Linked DNA regions of Mus musculus: region 2 is linked to region 1. A link is a contact called in public HiChIP or PLAC-seq data. All regions are on one chromosome and are shown on one strand. The core of a region is the stretch at or near the end of the contact, and the rest is flanking DNA. Distances in the headings are between cores, read along the strand shown.

Region 1 (6,703 bases), core at 1,936-4,435:
CTGTCCCAACTTTCTGGGGCCATCCATCTGGGTCTGTCATTGGCCTAGGCTTCCTCTTCTCCCTATAAGGAAGACTCTCGGGTGTGCCCAGAGCTCCAGCCTACCGAGAAGGCGCAGGAAGTCCCAGTGATGCCCGAGGCCCCTCACAACCCTTCTGCTCCAAGAGGGGATCCAGCAGGTGCCTCTGCCCAGGGCCTGGCTTCCCCGGCTGTCATGGCTCCTCCGTTAGGGCTGTTCATGTGTACACTGTGGGAACGAAGCCTGGTGAGCATTGCCACCATGCTCCTGAGTAAAGGTCTAGTTTTTTTAAGGCAGGTTTTTTCCCCCTTCATAGTTAAACAGAAAATATTTTTTTATTCTTGACCTACCCAAGTCACCCAAGAAATACAACCCTTCGCCCGACCAGATGGGTGAGAGCAGCCCCAGCCCAGGCAGGCATGGAGCTGGGTGGACAGGCCTCTGCTGGGTTAGCCTATCTGGACTGGGTGCTTTGCCTCTGCCCTTTCTGGCACATACTGCCAAGAGTGCAAGTGTCATGTGCCAAATGGCCTGTCATTGTGAGGCTGGGTTCTGTGGCCACCTTTCCCTCCACTCCTCACGTTCTCACCTGTAAAGCGTCCCTCCCTCTGTTGGAGCTCTTGGCTTACCTAATAGCTGTGAGTACAGCACAGCAGGAGCAGGGGGTGACCAGCACCAGCACTGTCAGCACTTTGAGCCTTCCCTGCTCAGGAAGGCCATGACCTTGCCCACCTCATCCCCATGCCCCCTTACCCTGCAGGGTAGAGTAGGCTAGAAACCAGAGAGCTCCAAGCTCCATCTGTGGAGAGGTGCCATCCTTGGGCTGCAGAGAGAGGAGAATTTGCCCCAAAGCTGCCTGCAGAGCTTCACCACCCTTAGTCTCACAAAGCCTTGAGTTCATAGCATTTCTTGAGTTTTCACCCTGCCCAGCAGGACACTGCAGCACCCAAAGGGCTTCCCAGGAGTAGGGTTGCCCTCAAGAGGCTCTTGGGTCTGATGGCCACATCCTGGAATTGTTTTCAAGTTGATGGTCACAGCCCTGAGGCATGTAGGGGCGTGGGGATGCGCTCTGCTCTGCTCTCCTCTCCTGAACCCCTGAACCCTCTGGCTACCCCAGAGCACTTAGAGCCAGGGGCCTCAGGTGGAATGGAGGGTCTCCCTGGAAATGTGCCTGTCCTGTCTAGAGGAGGTTACCCCACCCTCCCTGAGGTGAATGAGCTGAGTCACCTGAAGCTTGAATTGTGCAATAAAACATAGGAGTAGGAAGGCAGATGGCAGAGGCTGCCAAGAGTTCATCTGTCCGTCATGGAAGACAGCGCTCACCAGTGGTTGAAACACCAAAGCCCCCAGAACCACCCAGTGTATCTCTATCTGCACCCCCGAGCTAGCATTAACACGTCCCCCAAACTACAACCTGATCAGAGCCTCCTTTCCTTGTTTTGGGATCCTGAATGGGCAAGAGTCTGTCCCCTGTGGGCCTGTCACATGAGGGTATTCCAGAACCTGTCTAGGAGATGGAGCCCTCCCAGTGTCTGGGCTGCGAGCATAAGAGCTGGCCCTGTCCTTGACTAAGCGACTGACTGACTGCTCAAGTGAGAGACTTGCCCCCACCAGAAGAGTGCTCACGTGAACCTCAGCAGTGCCCACACTATTGGAAAAAATGCTATTTTATGCAATATTCTGACAAGTGAGCCTTGGCAGTGCAGAGGAGAAACTGCTGCTGTGTGGTATTTGAGTGATTTTGCAGTAAAGAGCTGGCCTTTCTAAGCAGTCTTGTTTCTGAATCTCAATCATTTGGCTCTGGGGAAACACTACCTGGCTCCCCTTAGTCCTATGCACTGAGCATTTCAGGGTCCATGGAGCACACTTGCCTGACCAAGCAGCGAGGGAGAAGAGGTAAGTGAGGGAATGTAGGCTGCGGGCGCAGGTGGGTGCCTTTCTCTCTCTCTCTCTCTCTCTCTCTCTCTCTCTCTCTCTCTCTCTCTCTCTCTCAAACACACACACACACACACACCCTGTAAAAGCAGGACTCTGGGCATGGAGAGAGGCAAACAAGGAAACCGGGCCCTGGCACCTACACTCACGGATTAAAGACTCCAGAGGCCTGTCTACTGCTAGCCTTCCCCAGGAGCTCCAGGAGAAGCCCCCACCCCCACCAAACACCCCCACCCCCCACTGCCCCTGTTAGGACAAAAGAAGGAAACAGATTAATTCCTAGGGAAACCAGGTTGCAGAAAAATGGGACAGAAAAAGACAACATCCAGGGCTTCGTTTCCTGGCCTTGAGCGCCCTCAGCCAGTGGGTGGGTGCTCCTTGGCCATCTTTGAGGCAGGTTCTCAGGGCTCAGAGCAAAGGGAGAGGAACTGGATTTGGAGGTTGGGGGTGGCAGGCCCGGGGGAGGCGCCTGGCACTTGCGCTGCTGCTGCTGCTGTCTTTGGTTGTCTTTCCACCTTCAGCACAGTGCCTCTGAGGGCAGTTTCCCCTTTCCCCTGTCTAGAGGGGGATGGGCAAACTGGAGTTCTCATCCCCAGAAAGTGCCTCCTATAATGAAAGGAACAGGTTAATAAAATACATGCGCTCACCATCGTTGTGTTTAGTGTCTATTTCGTTTAACCGTCCCCACAAGCATGTAATGGGAGTAAATTGAGACTCATGGGTACTCCCATGTCTATACAGGCTAGCTTGTGGCACAGTTGGGCATCAGGTTGCTGTATGGACAAGGACCTGGCTGGCTGGCAGAGTGACTAGGGCAACTAGGAAAGGACAAAGGTAGAGTGGAGGGAAAGAGCTCACCCCTTCATTTTGTGCCTTCCCTAATGGATCCTAAGATACCCACCTCAGTGTGGACTTGTTAGTGGACAAAACTAGTCAAGTCAAAATATGGAAAAAGGAATTGGTGGAGGGCTGTCCAGCTGAACCCTTAGCCCTGCGACACTAGAGGAACATCGGCCTAGTGGGGGTGGGGGGCTCCCTTCTCTGCTCAGCGGCCCCTAATGGAGCATCTAGTTGAACCCCACTCTTTCTTGGAAGCCAGAGAAAATAAAAACTGGGTCTTGCCTTTGTCAGAAGTGTTCACAGGCACACCTCAGAGTGCTAAGGCTGCTTTCCCAAGAGGCAGGTAGTTTCCAAAATGGGAGGATCCCGCAACTGCACTTCGGCCGCCTGCAGAGTGGCCGGTGACTTCCTCCGACAAGGATGAGGGTCAGTGGGAGTCTAATCTGGTCAGAAGCTGAGAGAAACTGCCTCCCCCGCAGATCTCCATCCAGGCCCTGCCACCGCCTCCTCCCCGGAGACAGTCAGGTGTGGCCCAGGATCCTGGGGAAGAGGGGGGAGGGTGGCGTCTCTGCTCCTAGAGCGCTGGCCCGGCCCAGAGGGGACAGGAAGCCAGGACACCGGGGATTGTCTCTTGCAAGCACAGCCCAGTCCCGGCTTGGGAGGAAGTTCTGCCGAGCGCTCTCCGCCGGTTATATTGTTGAACAGGAAACAGGGCATCGCCGGAGCAGGGCTGTGGAGCAGGCAGCTCCGGACGCGGACCCCACGCGCGTCTGCCGGGACAAGTGGAAGCTAGGCCAGCGGGCGAAAGTTCTAAGGTGCCCGGGCCGGGCTGGACTGAGGGGGGAATGGCGTTGGGGAGGATGGCGCTGAGTATTGGGAGGGCGGGAAAGGTGCCCCCAGGTGGCCGTCCCCACCCTAGAGCCCCGCGCACCGCCTGCCCTTCTCGCTGCACTGGGGCTAGAGCAGTGCGAACCTGGAGGAGGGCCCGGAGGCCCAAACCCCGGGGAGGAGCTTTAGGTGTAGGGCTGCCTTCTGTCTGGGGGCGAGAGGTGAACCAGCCGAAGTCCCCCAGTGCTGACTTAGATATTGGTGACGCTATAGCTAGGGACGACCGGGAGCAGAAGATACAGGAGACCTACTGGCTAAGGGCGCCTTCCTCACCGCTCTCGCATCCCTCCCCTTCTCTTCGCTCACCCCAGATAATGGAAGGATCTGAGGCACAGGTCCTCTTGTCACACAACCGGAGACACAGCACTCCCCTGTCTGTGAGCGTCCCTGCAAAGGGACTCTAGTTTTTCCAGGCCCGGACAGGCTGCTCCCAGAGAGAGCCTCAGAGGGCGGAGGTGCTCCCGGAATGGGTAGTGCTCTTAATCTTGCTGTGAAGGGCTCACAGTTCGTGATTCAGGGAGCAAAAGGCCCCGCTCGGAATGTGCATGCCAGGACAAGACAGCCAACTCCGCCGGGCATTCCCAGAGCATCGCGCCCGCGGAACGCCAGGTCCTCTAGGACAACAAACCCCTCTGAGCGTTGAGGGGGTGGGGGGGAGCAGGGCCTACTGACTCTTGGGCTCTGCTCGCCTATCCATCAGCACCCCTTCCACTCAGCCCCTTCCCCATGCCTTTTTTTTTTTTCCTGGAGACCTCAAGGGCTCCAGCACAGACATTATGGCTTCTCCGCATCCTCTCAGACAAGCTGTATTGGGGACTAGGAACAGCCCTACTAAGTGTCGGTCTCCGCCTCTCCTCCCAGTGTCTCCTGTTTCGCGCTGTTTCTTCAGTCTCGGTCCTTGGAAGTCCCTCCCACAGATATGGTAGAGGCCTAGTCTGCTTCCCTCCGTCAGCCCCGCCCATGGGCAGCCTGAGATCCTCCCAGCTAACGTGAGTGCACGGTTGGGGTCCTGGGAAAGGGGGCGTAACCCAAGGGTACACACTTCTAGGATTCTGCTCGGCCAGCTCTGGTCTGCCATTTTACCATCTCTCGGGTCAGGATGCTCAGTGACTAAGTTTACACCCCTTCCATCATCAAGGAACTCTTGAAAAAAGAAATCAGCCTTAGCAAGACGGTGGACACCCCGCTGCTGGTCCCCAGGCCACCTTGTAGGGCAATAAACGGAGTGGTCATTGTAAGGTTTTGGAGTGACCAGTACTTCCGGAGTAGGCCACCTGCTTCACTTTGTTGAAGACACACAGTTGGGATTGTTCACGCGCGCACACACACACACACACACCAGGCACCAGACAAAACTAGCATTGGTGGGGGGGGGGGGGGTCGCGTTATAATGATCACTCCAAAGAGATTTAGAGGACCCTGGTGACACTGTTGCAATGCATTCCCTAGAAGCTACCCCCCCCCCCCCGGACAGGCACTCCTTGTAGGGAAGGACCCCTAGGCAGGTGAAGAGACCAGGAAGCCTCTTAAGAGGCTGCCGAAGAGCTGGCGTGCAGGGGGCGGTGCTGGCCCTAATGGGCGGGCCAGACTTCACGGTTCACGTGTGCGACGAAGCCACTGGGAAAGGGAAGAGAAACCCAGAGAACCGGTTCTCCAACCTTAGCTGTCCAAGCCCCTACGTCAAAATCACCGGATTAAATAAGACAGGGACACTTCTAAGGTAGAACAACTTGGGGGCTGCCCTAGAGCCTGCGCCCCGTCGTTAATCTCGCCCACCTAGAGGGCAAACTCCTAAAGGGAGGGGGTACTTAAGAGCTTTCCACGGATTCCCTGCAGGCTGGAGGCGTCAGGGTGTGGCGAGACGGGGGGCAGAAGAGCGACGGGAAAGGGGCCTTAATTCCCAATTCGCCAACCGGGAAGATGAGGTTCCCCTAACCTTCAGGCAAATGTGCTATCTATCTTGCAGTCACCGCAAATCTTTAAGCCAAGGTTTCCCCCAGAGTAAAGTTGGATTCCTATATCACCCTCAAGTTCTCACCAAGGGATGACAGGGAGACACATATCTCACAATCAACGACACAGAATGGAATCTTAAGCATGGGAACTTTGAAGATGATTTTATCCACGTCCCCATTTCAGAGAAGGAAAAACTGAAGCCCGAATGCAGTGGGCGTGGGCAGGAGCGGGACTCGAACCCTTGTCTTTGAGCCCCGGACTCCATGCTCTTCCCCGCTGCGCAGTCCTGACCTTGGCGGCTCCTTTTCTTGTTGCCTGCAGAAAAGCGCGGTGGTCGCGATGGCGGCGGACGTCGAGGGGGACGTGTACGTGCTGGTGGAACACCCCTTCGAGTACACCGGCAAAGACGGGCGCCGCATCGCCATCCAACCGAACGAGCGTTACCGACTGCTGCGCCGCAGCACCGAGCACTGGTGGCACGTGCGGCGGGAGCCCGGGGGTCGCCCCTTCTACCTCCCCGCGCAGTACGTACGCGAGCTGCCCGCGCTCGGCGACCCTGCCCCGGCCCCGCAGCCTTCCGTACCGCAGCAGCGCCCCGCAGTCCCGGAACCTCTGGCCTACGACTACCGCTTCGTGAGCACCCCGGTGGGCGCCGATGGGTCCTCTGCCGAGCCCCGGGGCCGCGCCAGCTCCCTGTGTGGCCCTGCACGACAGCGCACCGGTGGCCAGCGCAACAGCCTGGCTCCGGGAGGGCCCGCCTGCCTTTACGTGCGGCCCGCGGCGCCTGTGCGACCGGCGCAGTCCCTGGATGACTTGGCGCGCGGCGGTACCGCGCCCCCTGCCGGCCTCCTCGGCAGCGCGGGCCACTTCAAGGCCTCCAGCGTGGCGGGCTCCTGGGTTTGTCCCCGGCCCCTGGCGCCTAGCGACTCGGAGAATGTCTACGAGGCCATTCCGGACTTGCGCTGCCCTCCGCGGGCAGAGAGCCCAAAGCAGGTAGGTCGCTGCGAGCGAGGGGGCCGGAGGGAGGTCACAGTCCAGCAGAGTCTAGATGCTTTTTTTTTTTTTA
Region 2 (6,581 bases), core at 3,072-5,571, 250 kb before region 1:
AACTCAGATTATAAATTCACCTAAAGATGTTACAGCTCCCACTCGAGAATATAAAAAAGGGGTGCTTCCAGCTTCTGTTGAAGGTCAAGCTGAGTCTTCACTACTACCCCATATATCATTACAGCATTTGGATCAGGAACTTATCATACCTTCCCTTCCTCCTCCACAGGCTCACAACCCCTCAAATCCAAAGGAGACTAAGAAATATACACCAGGGAAGGTTTTTCTTTATTATGCAGATCCTCCCATGGGAATGGTAGTTGAACCTCCAGATCTGTTTTTTCTCGAAACTACAAATTCTAAACCTGTGCAGGAGACCCTAACTCAGATTTCAGAATCTCCTAAAGAGGTTGCAGCTCAAACTCTCAAATATAAAAAGGTGGTGCTTCCCGCTCCAGTTCAAGAACAAGATGAGTCTGCCACATCACCCAAAATGTCATTGCAGCCTTTGGATCAGGAACTCACCGTATCTTCTCAACCTCCTGCTTGGAATCACAACCCTCTAAATCCAAAGGAGATTAAAAACTATGCACCAGGAAAGATTTCCCTTCATTATGCAGAACCTCCCATGGGAACGGTAGTTGAACCTCCAGATCTTTTTCTTCTCAATACTTCAAAATCTAATCCTGGGCAGGAGAACCCAACTCAGATTACAAAGTCACCTAAAGAGGTTGTAGGTCAAACTCTAGACTATAAAGAGGGAGTGCTTTCAGGTCCAATTGAGGGTCAAGATGAGTCTCCAGCTCCTCCCAGTATGTCATTACAGCCTTTAGATCAGGAACTCACCATGTCTTCTCAGCCTCCTGGATATACTCACCACTCTCCAAATGCAGCGAAGACTGAAAACCATACACCAGAAAATAATTTTTTTCCTTATGCAGAACCTCCCATGGGAATGGTAGTTCAACCTCCAGATCTGTTTTTTCTCAAAAGTACAAAATCTAATCTTGTGCAGGAAACTCCAAGTCTGATTACAAAATCACCTAAAGAGGTTGCAGCTCACACTCTAGAATATAAGAAGAGGTTGCCTCCAGTCCCAGTTGAGGGTCAAGCGGAGTCTCCACCACCACCCAATATATCATTACAGCCTTTGGATCAGGAACTCACCATATCTTCTCAACCTCCGGGTTGGACTCATCACCCTCCAAATCCAAAGGAGACTAAAAACTATACACCAGGAAAGATTTTTCTTCATTATGCAGATACTCCCCTGGGAATGATAGTTGAACCTCCAGATCTGTTTTTTCTCAAAACTACAACATCTGAACCTGTGCAGGAGACTCCATCTCAGATCACAAAATTGCCTAAAGAGATTATAGCGCAAACTTTAGAATATAAAGAGGGCTTGCTTCCAGTTCCATTTGGGGGTGAAGATGATTCTACAACTCCACCCAATGTTTCATTACAGCCTTTGGATCAGGAAATCATCATATCTTTTCCTTCTCTTGGACAGGCTCAGCAACCACCAAATGTGAAGGAGAGTAAAGAACATCAGCCCGAAGAGATTCTCTTTCACAATGCAGAACCTTCAATGGGAACAGTAGTTGATCTAGATCTGTTTTTTCCTAAAACTATGGAATCTAAACCTGTGCAGGAGGCCCCAACTCAGATTACCAAATCACCTAAAGAGGGTGTAGTTCAAACTCTAGAATATAAAGAGCTAGTGGTTTCATCTATAATTGAAGGTAATGTTAAGTATGTAACACCCAATGTTTCATATCGACCTTTAGACCTAGGGCTCTCTGAATCCTCTGGCTCCACTACCGAGGTTTATCGTTCTACTACTTTGAATGAGACTACAGTTCCTTCTTCAATGCATCTTCAAGTCCCAATGCCACATTTGCACTCAAATTTTTCTGTAACTCAACAACCTAATACAATGGCTAAACATTCTTCCATAATGGAGACTCCAGCTCATCCTTCAGAGATACCTGTGGAGACTGTAGCCCAATCTGTAGAGTATTATCCAACAATAGTTTTAACTTCAGTTTATATTGAAACTCAACATTCAAATTTATCAGCTATAGAAACGGCACATTCTGAAGTTCCAACAACCACAGCTCCTTATCCACAGGCTATATATTCTGAAGTCCCAACAACTACAGGTCTTTATTCAGAGGCTACACATTTTGGAGTCTCAACAACTACAGCTGCTTCTCCAGAGATTACACATTCTAAAGCCCCAGAGACTACAGCTCTTACTCCGAAGTGGCCTGGTACAACAAGTCTATCTCCAGATCAGGTTGAGAAACATTCAAGCCCTACAGTTCAAGTTTTGAAAATGGAATCTACCATAACTCCATATTCTGAAAATTCTAGTACAGAAAATGATTTAACTATAGAAAAAAGTGCCTACAATTACACCAAAATATGTGACTTCTGCGTGTGTGAAAATGAGACACTGTTGTGTGTTCATCTCAGCCCAAAATGGAGACTCCAACAAGTGCCTGTGCCAAGGCCCAACACCTACAATGACACTTTTGTTATCTTGTAAGACTCACCTTTTCTTATTTCTGTTTTACATTCTGCCTGACATGGCAACCTTTCCCTCAAAGCCTTCCCAGACCTTCCTTGTCACCCCAGCTCCCATCAATTGACTTTTTGCTTTTACCTTGGCTTTGTCAGCTTTTTATTGTCTTCACTTTCCTTCTTACTTCAGTGCCCCTTCCCCAAACTTTTATTTATAATTTTCTTTTTCCGTATTCATTGCTTAACGTCCGTTCTTCTGTTTCACTACACCCTCTTTATAATTTATTTCATTAGTGAAGATGTAACAGACTGATTAGCGTAGATTGCAGAGCTGGACTCCTGAGGCTGGAGCCCAGATCTTTCATGTGGTAGCTCCTCAACTCTAGGAAGAATTCTTAGCTGTGAATGAACTTCATAACCCGTAAAATGGGAAGTCTGATAGCTACTCTTCCATAGGGCTGATGTGAGTCTTAGTTAAATACATGGAATATTTATCTTAGTTCTTAGCATATATGAGTGCTAGGTGTTAATACTTTGAAATTTCTCAGTTTTGTCCAGAGCTCATTCTTGTTCTTAGCTTTCTATATTTTACATTCATTGTGTGCACTACTCAGGGCTAAGAAGTATGGGAGCTATATATGTATGAAGTTTTTCTCTGGAATGTGAATTACTAGACAAGGAAAGGGGGAATATTATGTTAAATCTTAACCTTTGTCCCAAAGTGTTTTTTTAAATAAAGTAAAAATAGGGATTACAGCATAAGTAAAGGCATAGCTACAAGAATAAGGATTTAGTGGAATCACTTACCAGCAAAGAGAAAGCAATGAGACATATTATGAAATACTTTGAATATCAACTCTAGTGGTTTGAAAGTCACAGTATGCTATAGAGAACCATAGAACATTTCCAAGAACTACTGAAAAACTATTAAATGGAGGGCAGAACCTTGCTATGTAGTATAGGTTGGTCCTGACTTCATGATCATCCCGCCTCAGCCCCTTAAATAACAAATATAGGCATGTGTCATAACACTCAGATATAGGATTATTTTAGCACCCATGTGTTGAGTGATCCAGGGGAAAAGCTTAATTCTCGATGACCATGTAGAAGGATCTAGCAAAATTTAGGAATAAAGTGAGGGAGAACTGAGCCACTGTGGCCATTTGGTAGTGGGAAGGAAACCCTGAATCTCCACAGAGTAGGAGAGGAGAGGATTTAGTGACTGATTAAAGAGTTGAGAACTGATGCTGCCTTTAGTCCCAGCACTCAGGAGGCAGAGGTGGTAGATCTCTGTGAGTTCAAGGTCAGTCTGGTCTACAGAGCGAGTTCCACACCAGTCAGGGCTTATAGGTGAGAGCTCATTTCAAAATAATAAAAAAAATGAGCCCACAGTTTGCCTTGATGAAGATGAGGAAGACAGTTTAACAGATGGACTCAGCAGTCAGGAATGAGAGCAGCATGGGGGTTGAGTTCAGTTGTAGGCATTTCCTTTATTGGTGAACATAAAATTAGCTTAGGTGAGAGGAGATGTTCACTATCAAGTGAAAAGATTTTTTTCTTCTCTAACATAAAAAAATATGTTCAAACTGAGCAAGAAAGTCTTCACTGAAGTAAGAACATACGAAGGGTAAATACTCAAAGTGAGTCAAAGAACAAAGAAACTGAACATAACTAAATTTAATAGCTTCTTTTAAGCATGTGGCACTCATGTATAGATTCTCATTTTTGAAATGTCATGGAAGCCTTTTTGGTGACATGTGCCTATAATCTTAGCACTAGGGAAAAATGAGAATCACAAGCTCAAGGCCAGCCTAGACTGTACTGGTAAGATACTTTCTCAGGATGACAAAAGGGCTAGGAATACAGCTTAGTGGTAGATTGCTTGACTAGCACACACAATGCCCTCCATCCCATTATTAGGGCTGGAAATGGGGTGGGGGGAGTGGGACACCTGGGTAGATCACTCAGTTGTTAACATGTCCAAATTGCAAGTATGGGGATTACAGTTCAGATCCTCAGAATCTCATGTAAATGACAGGTTAGTGTTGACAGTCTACCTTACAGCTTGAAAGCTAGATACTACCGGAACAATCTGGCTGACACATGTACTATATCGGCAAGAGTCTAGGTTTGATTGAGAGACCCTGTCTCAGTAAAGTAGAAGAGTGAGTGTGGATAACCATTAACGTCAAACTTGGGCTTCTGCATGCACACATGCAAAATGGAAACAAAACATACAAGGTTTATAAGATAATTTATACACTTCACTCCATAGACCTTGTCACTCTTCTTCTGTGCCCTACCATCCATAACATAAATCCCACTTGGATTTTGGGGTGCAAAATGCAATTTCATTTGTGTTTTTCACAGATGAGCTAAAACTCCTTTCACAGTGATTTTGTGTCTTTTCCTTACGTGGCACGTCTGAGAACTATTTCCACACCAGTACATTTCTTTCACTAGTTATAATTTTTTCATCTTTCTAACACCTACACAGGCTTCAACAGACAGCCCTTAAGCAAAGTTTTGGTATTACTAATATGGTTTCTTAGTAGTTAATAGTGATTAAAAATTTGCCTATTTTAATGACCATATTAAATTTTAAATCACATATATTTTTATGGGCTTAAAGAAGGAATTCATTTAGACACAGTAAAAATACTTAGTAATTAACTCTCCTTTTTAACCAAAAGGTGGGTCAGATTAGAAGTTGACCTTTTGAGGAAGTATCTCACCAGTAGTCAGGCGTTCTTAACTGTGCTTCCTCAGAGACTGATAGATTCAGGAATCATAAAGTTGGTGGCGTCCCTCATTCTGCATCGAGCACTTCCATGAAGGTGTTAGGATTTTTACTGATTCTGTTTATTCTTTTCCTATTATTCAATTATATCAACTGTTTCTCCACAGAAATTTCAAAGGAAATGATATTTCTTTCATTGACAAAAATGTATGGAAGGTATACCGTTGGACTGAGAAATTGTGAGTAGTGTGTGTGTGTGCATAGATATATTCTCTCCAAATATTATGCAAAATAGTGCACTAAGGCCTTTTTTTGGTCCAGATTTTGAGGTGACTATGTCTGAGGAAAGACATTTCCTCTGCGCAACCCAGTAAATTTCTGATAGCTCAACATGGAAGGTTTAGGGTAGAGAGAGGGAGTTCTAATCTCACTAAATAAAGAAATTGGTATTGATTGCATTTTCCTGGTAAGTTGCATGAGGACTGGGGTGTGGTTCAGTGTTAGTACACGAGACCATGAGTTGGAACCTTACTAGTGCAGGCAAAAATTTTAATTTTAATGTTGTGGGGTTTCATAAGAGGCAGATTTGTTTTGCAGTACAGGAATAGTCTATGATGTCATTTTTAGTGGTTAGTAGTTAAGTAAGAGGGATATTGAAACCTTCCTTGTGCCATAATTCCTCAGCTCTGAGGTAACCACTACTCTAAATTGGTATATATCCATCAGACACATTTGCATATAGAAAATAACAGTGTCTCTGCTTTCCTTATCACTTTTACATAAATGATAACATCTGGTAACTTCTTGTTTTCACTTCATGATATTTAAAATTTTCTTTCACATGTGTAGAGGCTTATACTATTCATTTCCAGTTCTGTTTAATATTTTATAGTGTGTACACATCCGTGAGAATTTAATATTATCCTGCTGATTATTAGAGACTATCTGGTTTTTCTGTTACTTGTCTGGCTGTAATAAATGTCCTGTATACCTTGGACAAGTGTTTCTATAGACCAGATATCTAGAAATAGAGCCTTTAGGATAGTTTTTACATATGAAATTTTAACTGCCCTAAAAATAAGTAGTGCCAACTTACACTCTAGGCAATAGCACATGACAGCATGTATCTCTTCATCCCATTTCACCACCAATGTTCTCCGTCTGTTTGATGGTTTTTGATCCAGGTAACCTTTTAATTTTCCAGAATTCTCAGCGAAAATCACCTGACTGAATTACATAAGGAGTCATTCGAAGGCCTGCTATCCCTCCAGGTTTTGTAAGTTAGTTGAGCATATCTATTTGTAAGTAATGAGTTGTCTGTGGATGGATTAGATACTAACATCTCTTCAAACAATAAAACTGCGCAATTATT

What was found. HiChIP or PLAC-seq counts read pairs in DNA pulled down with a chosen protein or histone mark.
Region 2: a contact with region 1 is called in an H3K4me3 HiChIP or PLAC-seq map of embryonic stem cells, with 4 times the contacts expected there. The contact joins the enhancer-like site here to the promoter of Arhgap27 in region 1. A contact is called at or near these places in 4 of 39 promoter capture datasets (the 3T3-L1 cell line, 3T3-L1-derived adipocytes, hippocampal neurons and 1 more), 2 of 484 Hi-C or Micro-C datasets (cerebral cortex and myocytes), 5 of 115 datasets of contacts at active chromatin or transcription factors (bone marrow-derived macrophages and embryonic stem cells) and 1 of 9 other capture datasets (pancreatic islet).

Annotation. Positions count from the first base shown.
Region 1 is chr11:103,360,174-103,366,876 of GRCm38.p6, reverse strand. Arhgap27 (Rho GTPase activating protein 27) reads left to right here and starts at 3,185. Exons shown (of 18, transcript NM_001205236.1): 1 at 3,185-3,608; 2 at 4,543-4,670; 3 at 5,959-6,630. The coding sequence starts at 5,977. It overlaps Plekhm1 (pleckstrin homology domain containing, family M (with RUN domain) member 1), which reads left to right. Exons shown (of 12, transcript NM_183034.2): 12 at 1-2,602.
Region 2 is chr11:103,608,786-103,615,366 of GRCm38.p6, reverse strand. It overlaps Gm884 (predicted gene 884), which reads left to right and starts at 628. Exons shown (of 14, transcript NM_001033434.2): 1 at 628-2,490; 2 at 5,377-5,448; 3 at 6,414-6,485. The coding sequence starts at 755. Within about 2 kb of position 4,321, at least 3 of the 459 cell types and tissues checked have an H3K27ac peak or open chromatin away from gene starts, as enhancers often do. A contact at or near this core is called in embryonic stem cells, where this site is marked.